Linked DNA regions of Rattus norvegicus: region 1 is linked to region 2. A link is a contact called in public Hi-C data. All regions are on one chromosome and are shown on one strand. Each heading gives the region's core, a stretch centred on a gene start, on an enhancer-like site or on the middle of the called end of the contact. The rest is flanking DNA. Distances are from core to core; before and after follow the strand shown. Region 1 has its middle 170 kb from the start of Snrpd3l1. Region 2 holds the start of Large1 (LARGE xylosyl- and glucuronyltransferase 1).

Region 1 (5,796 bases), core at 432-2,931, 180 kb before region 2:
AATGAAATAGCATATTTTAGAGAGCGATGAAAATAGTAAAATAAAATAATGCAAAAGAATATAAGAGAAAGCAGTTGAGTAGGAGGTCTTGTGAGTAAGTGGTTAGATGATCTCTCTGAGAAGAGGGTAGGGGAGCAGACTCCAGAGTGACGTGGCTGTAGACACACACCTCAGACTGAGTAAATTATAAGATTTATTGCTCACAATTCTGTAGGCTGGCAAGTTCAAAATTAAGGTGCCATTCATCTAGTATACAAGGAGGACCTTCTTTGCTGATGGTACCTTCTGGCTGAAACCTCCCATGTCCCTTTCATAAGGCACTAGTCCTCATCCTGAATGAGGAGCTGCCATGATATAATCATGTCATGAAGACTTCACCTCTTGAGAGGTTTGCACTGAGGGTTACATTTCAGCATATGAATCTGGGTGAGGTGGATATCAAAATTCAAAACATGAATCAAGGTTTCACTGAATCTAGAGCGTGTGATTACTCCCAGATATATATTATGTGGGCCTCCCGGGCCACGGCAAGGATATCAGAAAATTTTAAATAGAATAGTAGCATGTTTACTTTTTCTTTAAGAGAGTTCACTCTAGCTGAGGTTAAAAGAGTAAACTTTAAAACTACTATGGCAAGAAAAGACAGGAAAAACTGACAGAACAAATGCACTAGTCCAAATGTAAGCTGAAGGTGACAGGTCCAGGAGGTGCTATGGTGATTCTGGGACAGAGGTGGGAGGAAGAAGGGATTTCAGAAGTGATACCTGCAGAAAATACTGGAGTGCTGGGTACAGACAACGATGATAAGCAGGAGACAACTGTGCTTTTTTTGTTTTCCCAGAGTTCCTGAGTAATACATTTCATTACTGGGAGTCCTGGAAAGAGGCCCTGTGCCTGCTGCTTTCTTCTACATCTGGCAAGTAATTACAACTATCCAGCACAACCCAGTTGTTCTCTTTCTACTCCCCAACCAACCTTCACTCACCTCATGCATCTTCTCTTCAAAAGCACCTTTGGAGCCTGATAGCCACTGTTATCGATTTCCTCAGCAAAGTACAACTTGAGGCAAAATTGTTACATCTTTTAGAAAACATCTTTTGCACCAGGTAAATACTACATGAGCAGTTGGGACTTCTAGCATAAGCAGTCCTCTCTCAGGGATGTTAGAGTATTACATTATCTGACGGTGCCTATGATGTTAGGGGAAGGTTAGGGCAAGGTTTTCCCATAGGTCACTTATTTTGGAAGGATCTGATCATGTGGATTGATGTGGCTCGAGTCAGTTCAATATACTTCTTTGAGAATGCTATATCTATTTTTATCTAATTTTGTGTGTTTGCCTGGATTTATGTCTTTGTACCATGTACAAGCAGTCTCCACTTAGAACAGAAGAGGGCGTTGGATCATTAGCTCTCCTAGGACTAGAGTTACAGATGGTTGTGGGCCACTATGTGGATGCTGGGAATTGAACCAAGGTCCTCTGGAAGAACAGCTGGTGCTTTTAAGTACTGAGCCATCTCTCCACCAGTTTAACTTCTCTAATTTTATCTTGAAATTATGGATTCATTATGGAAGGTTGAGGTCCTTGTTATTACCAAAGCCTGTTGCCAGTTAGCAGACTACTGAATCCTAGGCGAGGCTATGTGGCTGATTTCTTGCACTTTAAACTTTGGGGTATGCTATGGTTGAATGTCTGAACAGTGAATCATAATACAGCAGTATTTGAGAGGTAGCCTAATGAGAGTTGCTGAGAGCAAACTAAATCAGTTATGTGGTAATGTGGGAATGAGTTCACTCTCTCAAGAGATGCTTATCTATAGAAAAAAGAATTCACTCTCACTGTGGCTCCACTCTCTCTCATTCTTGATTTTATTTTGTTCTTTCACTGAGAGAAACAGCATCCCTCTGGCTTCAAGACAACATCCTAGACGTGAAACCTGGTCTGTGAGGAGCTGGCACTCAGTCTTGAACTTTCTACTCTCCAGACCAGTGAGAAATATGCCTCTTTCCTCCAATCTAATCTTCTTAGACACCCAGTCTCAGGTTTTCTCTTATAGTACAAAGCAGACCGAGACATGTTTTAATTGATAGATGGAGAAGTAGCTATTCATTTTGAGCCACAAAATCTAAAGGTGGACATCTTAATTATTTGTCTGTTGCTAGGACAAAATACATTAAGAAAAGCAACGTAAGGGAGAAGGAGTTTATTTTGCTTTATAATTCCAAGGAGATACAGTCCATCATACTAGGAAAGACATGTCTGTAGGCAGAGAAGACAAAGTATCAGGAGAAAGAGGCTGTTTGGTCAGAAAGGTGGTAGGGGCTGAGCTATAAACCCTCTCAAGGGATTTGGGGATTTAGCTCAGCGGTAAAGCACTTGCCTAGCAAGCGCAAGGCCCTGAGTTCGGTCCCCAGCTCCAGAAAGAAAAAAAAAAAAAAAAAAGGAAACCCTCTCAAGGTCTACCCCAAAGTGACCTACTTTTTCCAGCAAGGCTCTATCTCCTGAAGACCAAATGTTTAAATGCATGAGACTATCTGAGGCATTTTACATTTCTACCACAATGATGAATAATACACCAGCCACCTGTGATCTCCATTCTTTCCTCCCCACACGGCTGTGCACTGGGCAGGCTGTGTGGCTCACCAGAATAGCCAATAAAATTTGCTCACACTGTGTATACAATACCTACTCATTTAGTCATCCAAATAAAATGTCTTACTGAGTGTTTCTAAATGTTCTGATTATATCTGCGAGCCAGGCAGTAGCAAGGAGCCAGATCCTTTCTGATGGGGACATGCCAGGGGGAAGGAAAGTTTGAAGTATCAGTTACATACCAAAAACACAGTCAGAGAGCAGTGTCAGGAAGAAAATGTAACTGATTTTTACAGAGCACCCCCAAGACAGAGGCCAGTAAACGTTTACTATGGGAAACTAGACTGAATTCTTTTGTTTTGCAAGCCAGATGGCCTCATGCACAGTAACACAACCTCCCAGATCTAGTGAAAAAGAATCCACAGACACTTGTAAAAAAAATTAAGGAGTAAACCTGGATTTATGGAAAAAAGTGTCAGGCCCACCGAGTGAGGTCTGACAATTTCTTGCCCTGATGAATATGGAAAGAATGATAAATAAGAAAAACTAAAAATATACTGATATTTAAGCTAACATTCTAATGATAAAGGATATCTCATGACCACTGAAGAGGAGATGTTTTAGACAAATTAAGAGCATGTGCAAAAATTCAAGTCATAATTGTTTCAGCATAGAAATGGCTATCTGCATAATTAGACATAGGCAAGAAGAAAAGAGATCCGGGTAGGGGTCAGATTGCTGCGTGTTTCAGAGCCTTTTACACTGTAGGTGATCATCATACAGTTCAGGAGTTCCAAATTATTATTCAAACAAATTAGACTATCCATAATATTTGTTCAGATCAATGTGAACCAATTCAAGTTGATTGTGTACACAATAACCTTCTGCCTAGAACCTGATCCATGAATTACATTTCAGCTTTGTCTTCCATGAAGGGATCCGACCATACCTAACCCGGGCCTTCAGACTGCAGCTTGAGGCTCCAGGTTTTGTAAAAGTAGATCCTCCCTGACACAGGCTTAAGGAGTTAAGGGATTCTTGCCTATGGTCCCTAAAAGGAAGAGTTCTAACATTCATGCCCAGCTCTTACCAAAAGAATGCTTGTTACAGACAGCATTAGGCACTTCACAAATTTCTCTCAAGTACACTCCCAGATCCCAAGAGTTATATAAAATCTATGACCTGCTCTAGTCAGAGAAAGGAAATCAGATCTAGTGTCTGTCATCCACAGATAGGAGTTGAAAGAACAACTGTTCTAATCACCAAGCCTTTCTTTCTGCCTCTACAAGTGCAAAGGTGGTTGTCCAGAGGGAGCTGCCTTATCACCATGTGGGACAGATGATAGTTGCTAAATTAAAGTTGTGTTGAATTGCATTGTATTGTGATTTCATGATTGTGATTGCCCTGTAACCCATCCTAATGCAAAAACTGGCGCTGAAAATCAACTTTTTGTTAGATAATCTATATCATGTTGGCCTAATGGTCAACAATGGTGACTTAGGGAACGCAGGCTGTTATATAATAGGTTATGTAGATTCTATGAAGCTAATTTTTCTGTCTTGTTCTCTAACATAGCATAGAACTTCACTGTTTTGAGTTCTGTAGATATTTGTTGAATGAATGAATCAAGCAATGAATATTAATCTTCAGAAATATGAGAATAAAGGAGACGTTGGACTGAGGCAAGAACTTCACTTCACAAATTAAGGTTTTTGCATTTACCTGGATAATATGATTGTGCCTGGGGTAAGAAGGAGGCTAAGGCGGGGTTGGGGATTTAGCTTAGTGGTGGAGCACTTGCTTAGCAAGCGCAAGGCCCTGGGTTCGGTCCTCAGCGCAAAAAAAAAAAAAAAAAAAAAAAAAAAAAAAGGAGGCTAAGGGAACAGCAAGAAAGGGAGGAGGATCTGGAGATAACTGGAGAAGTTACTTGGATGTGCTTTAAAGAAACTTGTACGCCATGAATATCCTAGTAAGAGCACCAGTGGAAGGGGAAGCCCTGGGTCCTGCTAAGACTGAACCCCCAGTGAACTAGATTGTTGGGGGGAGGGCGGCAAGGGGGGGAGGATGGGGAGGGGAACATACATAAAGAAGGGGAGGGGGATGTTTGCCCAGAAACCGGGAAAGGGAATAACACTCGAAATGTATATAAGAAATACTCAAGTTAATAAAAAAAAAGAAAGAAACTTGCACGCCACATTATGTGTAACTATTAGTTTAGAGACCAAGCTACTGAAGGTCAAATACTCAGGATAAGAAAACTTTAAATTGTGAGCTAATGTGTTCAAAACACACAGTAGAAGTCTGTGCAAGTTTGTTTTTCCTAAAGGTTTGCCACTTTGAACATTTATAGGCATGCACGTGTCTGAAGGTCACAAGCCAATTGTAAGGAAGAAGTTTTTAAAACCTAATGGATAAGACGATCAGGAACCAATAAAAACTTCCACAAAGAAAATACAAGATTAGAAGCCATCATCCACCCTCTTGAAACTCAATAACCTGACAATTGAAAATTTCTTCATGAGTTAGCACAAACTAATTTGGTAGTGAACACAGCTGAACTTATAAAGCATCTCTTCACAATCTTTATCACTCTTCATGTGAATATTCATACACAACACTCATCCATGTTTGAGATGATGGTATTATCCCATGGTGTACCTCTATATCTACAGAATGTGCTACATGTGGCATCTCTCAAATCCAAAAGATTCTTGGGCTTTCATAAAACTCAGATTATAGATGAAGGAATGTAGATCTCCCCCATGAACAGGTTGTAGCTTTAGAAGGAAAAGTCTGCCAACAGTTCTAATACTAAGTTGGAGAAATTAGAGGAAGAAGTGAGTGAAGAAATTGAGAGTGAAAAACATTGAGCTCTGTATCGAGCTGGAAATGCTGGCAGTGGCGGACGTGCGGGAGAGTTCACAGATGTATCCATACAAGTCAGTTCCTGACTGAAGGTGGGAGGCAAGAGAGGAAGGAATCCAGGATATGCCTCATGCTGCTAGCTTGGAAGAGTGGACAGATGGTAAACCATCTCCTATGAAAGAGAAGCAGAAAACAATCAGAATTTAGGAAATCAATTCTAAATGCTTGTTTGATCATGGGCATGTGAGGTTCCTGTGAGTTCTGTAGTTGAAAACATGGAGAAGAAGTTGGAAATATGAGTTGATGAGCCTAGAAGAAAATCTAGTGGGGAGGTTATA
Region 2 (6,025 bases), core at 1,564-4,063:
GCTTTTTCACATTCAGTGAGCTTGTTGACACATGCTAGCCAACTTCAGGAAACCCGGTAGTAACTACGGCACCCCACTGGCCCCAGTGAACGTTGCTTCTGCTCCACCCACTTTTGGGTCATTCTAATGGAGACATTTCTTTTCCACATTCATCATATTTGAATTTCTGATGCTAATTCATTTATTTCCTCCTTTGCTTGTAAATTCCAAGACTCTCTTCCCTTTCCCTTATTAACATGCTAATGTATTGTAATAATGCGTTTTTACACCCTTAATGAACTGAAGCGAAGCGATAAATAAAAAGAAAGCACACATTCCTGCTTCGACTTTACCCAGTTCCAGGGTGGGGGCTGCTGTGGGGGAGGAGGAAGAGAGTAGGAAGGACTGCTGTTCTCCAATAAAATAAATTCAAATAAAACGATCTCCTTGTTTTCCGGGAGTTCTAGAACAAAGCTGTATGTCAGAGGAAGAACTGAACTGCCATCGAGCTAAAAGGCTTGGCATTAAACTTTGACACTTTAATGGCTTTTAGGATATTAGATAATATTTTATCATATAATGTTCTTCTCCGACACAATAATGGCATCAAAACCAGATACGATCTGCTATCCCTGCAACGTTCACGGTAAGACTCATTCCGGTAGAGATAAGACATCAGGACCCAGCATCGCAGTTAACTATACCGAAGCTCCAAAGCTAACCTTTTCTTTCCCTTTTCCTTTTTCTTTTCTATTTCTTTGCCAGGGAGTTTGCGGAGGAACCGCTACCTTCGGTTCGCACCCTCCTCGACTGAGGCTCCTACTGATTAGGTAAACAGCGCTGGGAAGTGGGGGAGAGCCCCTGCTGGTGGTGAAAGGGGTCCTGGCTTCTAGAGACAGCATGGAAGCCAAGGGTGGGGGGAAAGAGTGTCCGCCGGGTCAGAGGACGGCCCAAGGGTGTAAGTACCAAGGCCAGAGCTGGGGGTGGGGGTGGGGTGGGGGCGGAGATCAGAGAGGAGCCGGATCCCCGAATCCAAGATTAGAGAGATGCTCCACCTCGGGTAAGATAGTCAGCTCAGAGTCCCGAGCTAGGCAGCCTTTACTAACGCATTCCTCCTCTCTCCATCCTCCCCGGCCCTTAAAAGAGAGTGGGTGGGCTGCCCGAGGAGAGAGGCGCAGGGGAAAGCAGAGATCTAGTGGCTCCTACGGTTGGGGGGAGGTAGGGACTCAGGGGGAAGGGGACCCCAGAAGCCATGGGATCCAGTTGAGGAAAAAACCCGGAGGCTGGATCGAGCTTTCGGAGCTCGGTCTTCCAGTCGGAGTAGACTGTCCGCTCGCGTCCTCTTTCTCTCTCAGGCTCTGCTTCAGCCTCCTTGGGGGTATTTTCCCGAGGGACATCCCGTCCCCTTTACTGTAACCAAATCTTCACGCTCCTTCTGCAGCCTGGGCGGACTCTCGGCATCTCTACCCTCCTCTTTAACGTCGGGAGGCTAGATGTCCCTTCAGTGGATGTTGAACGCTGGGTTTTGAACAAGAGTAAAATTAGAAAGGAGGTGCATCTGCATGTGCACATATGGACACAAAAAAGTAGTTTCCCCTGGGGGCGAGGGAGGGGGGACAGAGTCTTGCATAGAATTCTTGGATCTAGAATCTAAGCAAGATGCTGTCAAACCGTTCAAATAGGGCCTCCTCTCAGCTCCCGCTGCCCTGTCTACCTAGGAGAGAGCCGCGTCCCCAGCAGAAGGAAAAGCAGGGTAAACTTCCTACTTCCCCCAAACCGTTATTTTGTAAAAGGAGTAACACGGTGACCCATCCTGCAGGCATCCCCAAAGCAACAATCGTGAACTCGACCCGCCGCCTCTCTTCCCCCTCTTTCATCCAAGCCTGGGATAGCCCGAGTCAGGGAAAGAAGGGCGGGGAGCTCAAGCTAGCATCCTTTTCACGCGACCCGGCCCTGGATCCCGGCTCCGGGTGTTTCATCCGCCTGTGTTTCAAGGAGCCAACCAGCCGAGGGAGGTGCTTGGCTGTAGGCGTAGCCTAGGCAGGGCGGGCACTAGAGACGCACATTTCTGGCGCTCCCCATTGGTCGTCCGTGCTGTCACGGGGAAAGGGGCGGGGCTCCGAGGCGGGCTCCGGTTCCGCCCCCGCTCGGAACCCAGCCCTGAGTCGCGGTCCTCCCCCCTCCCCCCCAGCTGCACAGACATGACACAGACACACAGTCACTGCAGCTGCTGAGCGAGCCCGACGCTCTAGGCTCGCGGCGGCGGCCGGACTAGCCCGGAGCTCGAACCCCAGCGCCCGCCAGCGCGCTCCCACGCCGGTCCCCGCACAGAGGTTCCCGCCCGGCCGCGCGCGGGAAGCGGGGATCGCGCGCCCGTCTGTTCGCGGCTCCAGGCTGCACACAGCGTCTGCAGCAGACGCGCGGCTCCAAACCTGAGCGCTCCGGGAAGCCGGCGCGTCTCAGAGGCGGCGGCGGGGGCCGCCCGCCCGGGCTCCCCGCACCCATCGTGCTGCGTCCCGTTCGCCGCGCCCCGGCGGCCGTGACCTTCCAAGAGGCGCCTATCCCCGCCCCGCGCCCCCGGTCCCGCGCCCCAGGCCGGGGCGAGGCCCTCTTCAGCGCCCGCTTCTCGCGGAGCTGCGGGCGGGCGGCGCAGGCCCGGGGGGAGGGTCACTGCAAGCAGCTACCGCCGGTTCCTGTGCTCGCTCGCCGCGTTGGTCTCCCGGCCCGGCTGAGCTGCCCCCTGCCTCGCTGCTTCTCCGGAACCGGGGGCACGACTGCACACGCCTGGCCGGGCCGGTTGCTAGCAGGCCCTGCCCTGAAGGGGCTAAGCGGTCAGGGGCGCGGGAGGTGAAGCAGGCAGCAGCTCCGCGTTTCTTCCTGGCGCCGGTTCCCTTGACCCAACTCAGGGTGGCCCCAGGCCCTTGCCCATGCGAGGCTCCCGGTGCTTGGAAGAGTCCTTCTGGCGTGGAGCAGCTCTCCGCAGCCGCCCCGGAGGAGGAGAAAGAGGGGAGAGTGCTCAGTCCCGGCAAGACGGGCCATTCCTGTTGGCATTTGGAGCCCAAGGCTGTCCCGAAGTCTGTGCTTGGCACCGTCGGTCGGGTTAGAACAGCGCCAGCTGGGATCTCCACCCGGACCCACTGCACTTAGTAGGCGTCAGTGGCACCACGCTGCTCTGCTCTTTCGGAGTGAATCTCTGCCTGGGTATAGTCAAGGCCAAGGTAAGAAAGAGCCCTGAGGTATGAGAGAACCTTCGTGGGAACGCTTTTGTGAGCAGTGCGGGACAAGTTATCCAAACCTGTGGCTGGTACCCGGTGTGCACAGAGGATGGGCACACCGTTTCTGACTTGACTTTGAGTCCTAGAAAAGCAGGTGGAAAACCCCAATCTCTGGTGTCCCCAGGATCTGTCTCAGGGCCTGACAGGCTCATAGGTGTACAAGCTATTGGTAGGCAGGAGCAAGTTGGGGTGTGAGTGTAGGGGGCTGGTTCTTAGTAACACCTGGAGAGATTGCTTTCCCACCCGGGACCTTTACTGCCTTTCTGCAATGTTCACCTCCCTTTTCTGATGGGATGCCCAGAGAACTTTTCTTTCCAATTGGTCAAAGAGAGGCCGGTTTGGGGGTGTGCATCCACATTTTGCAAAAAGCTCTTTAGGATAAAGTGGTTAGGGGAAGACCCAATCAACATACCTGGACTGTCCTGTTAGACTAAACTTCTTGTAGTGATCAGAGCTTCCTGTAAATGTCATTGCTCCTGGAGGTTGGAATGAGGACTCTAAAGTTTGTGTATCATGAAGTTATACTGTTCATCACCTTGAAATTCTCCCTCTGTGTAAGGATAGTTCTTTCTCCAAGCTGTGTCTTTGCCGTTGTGAGATTTATTAAACCGATGCACTTCTGGTCACTTGAGAGGAACAGATTGTCTTCTACAGAATCAGTCCGTCTCCCAGGTGACCCTGTTTAATAGGAATGCATACCCCCCTCCCCCGTTCCAGTGCTGTTGTACCTCAGTGGAGTGGGTTTCTGCTGAATTCTGAGTCCATGAATTTTGCCACTCAGTCCATTAAAATGATTTCCTGAGGGAGCAAAATAGCAGCTTACATTTTCTGTGAATGTCACAGGAAGTTTACTGGGTCTTATGTAAGTGTCCCAAGACAGACAGAACTCATACTCTCTTCGTTTAGGGGAACAGAGGGGTATTGGAGGGGCTGACACATCACCTAAAAGCAGATGCCTTTTCTGACACAGGTGGGGGACCCAAAGTGCTTATTTAATGGGTGGAAGCAGGCACCTGAGACCTGAGGTTCCTCTTTACCTCTCCTGCCTCCCCACCTCAGGATCTACGTTGATAGACTCAAGGTTGGGGAACGATCTAAATTAGGAAAGGAACAAGTGGTGGTTTCTTTTCTCATTTCTCACAAATAGGGTGACATGAATGAATTACTCACCAGTGTGTTTGGACCTTACTGGGGCAGGGAGAAAAAAAAAAAAAAAGACTGAAAGGAAAGTTGCGTGAAGGTTTCACACATCTCTTGTGTATTTTCAAAGAGTGCTTTACCTTAGTGAAAATTGCTTGAGGAGAACACACGTTTATCGAGCTGGGGCCTGTTAATTCCGGAAAAGACAGGGGACCGAAGGGAAAGCATCTCTGCACAGAAGGCCGGAAGCTATGAGGATTTAGATGTTAGCAGATGTGCCAGAGAAAAGGAGGCAAACTCCCCTGGGAGGATTCTAACACAGACATTCCCACCAGTCTGGGTGAGCACAGGCTGCCTGCATGTTGGGGGCTCCCAATGCGTCACGGAGTGGTCTGAATTGTGGACTTGGAATTTTGACGTGAAAGGATATAGATTCCCCTGCCTTTTAAGTTGAAACCAGACGAGCCTTAGAAACAAAATCAAAGGTTTTTATCCTTTCATAAGTTATGAGAACACTTTTGTCTAGGTCACCAAGGTTTTTCTAGGTTCTTCGTTCCTGAGCTGTCCTCAAGGCAAGAGTCTGCTTTCCCCAGTGTCTCCGTCCTTCAGCCACTTACAGGACACTGGGGGGTGGGGGGGGACTAGTCTTCTATCCTACCACCAAAGCACAAAGAGCACGAACAGATGCTAGAAATGACCCTGGCTTGTTGTGAGAGCTCATGGTCTTAAAGTTTTTGGTACCCAATTTGTGCTTGCATGGTTGAGTGGATTCCAAATGTTGAACCAGGATGGTCAGCCTGGTTCAGTCTAGAATGTCTTGTGGATGACGATGTGGGGGCTAACTGCAGTGTGTTAAGGGGAAAGACGGTGAGACTCGGTTACAGTGTTTTAAGCCTATGAGGGCTATACATTTGGGAACTTCTGTAAACCGCTAACTTTGAATTCCCTAGTGGTGCTTGTAGCTATCCTTCAGCCCCTCAGTAGTTCTGAGCGTCAAACCTAGAGCCTCATACATGCTAGGTAAGTGCTCTGTCTGCTACTGAAATACATCCCCAGCCTCTCGTTTTTGGGTGATGAGGTAGGGATGTGCTTCCGGACTATATAACTCAGTCTTCAAAAGTAACACTTCTTCAGGGCGTCTCTGAAATTAACTCCATTAAACTTAAAATTTCTTGCTGTCATCCCCTTAAAAGTACATTGCTCACACAGATGGTCACCATAGCATTCGGCAGTGTGGTTGGACTTAGATGCGCTCTGCACTTTTCACAGTGTTAAAGCACTAGCATCCGGGATCCTTGCAGCAGAATTAGAAGGTAACTGTATTTCCCTGAGGATCAAGCTCCTTGGCCCAGGTCTACTCATAGCAACTTAGGAAAGACATACAAGGCAAGAAGGAAGCGTCTTAAGAGACTGGCCATTCCATCATACTGGCACCCAAAGGACACATTTCACCAAGATCTTTGTCCCGATGGAGTCTTAAAAGCTCCGTTCAGTGTGTAGAATTAGACTTTGTTCAGAACCTGTAAAATTCTGCAAGTTGTCTCATTACCTGGAACCCTGGAGTCTGTTAGATTGCATCTGTGACCTTTTACTCGTAAGTATAGTGCACATGTTGGTAGTTTAAGGAGAAT

Evidence for each region. A called contact is a pair of places that touch in the nucleus more often than the background predicts.
Region 1: a contact with region 2 is called in a Hi-C map of the A7r5 cell line, with 4 times the contacts expected there. The contact joins the enhancer-like site here to the promoter of Large1 in region 2. A contact is called at or near these places in 3 of 12 Hi-C or Micro-C datasets (the A7r5 cell line, the Rat2 cell line and frontal cortex).

Annotation. Positions count from the first base shown.
Region 1 is chr19:12,227,571-12,233,366 of GRCr8, reverse strand. No RefSeq gene overlaps it. Among named protein-coding and RNA genes, the nearest start is that of Snrpd3l1, 170 kb to the left of the region's middle. Within about 2 kb of position 1,681, at least 4 of the 93 cell types and tissues checked have an H3K27ac peak or open chromatin away from gene starts, as enhancers often do. A contact at or near this core is called in the A7r5 cell line, where this site is marked.
Region 2 is chr19:12,051,495-12,057,519 of GRCr8, reverse strand. Large1 (LARGE xylosyl- and glucuronyltransferase 1) reads left to right here and starts at 2,813. Exons shown (of 13, transcript NM_001108439.1): 1 at 2,813-3,197.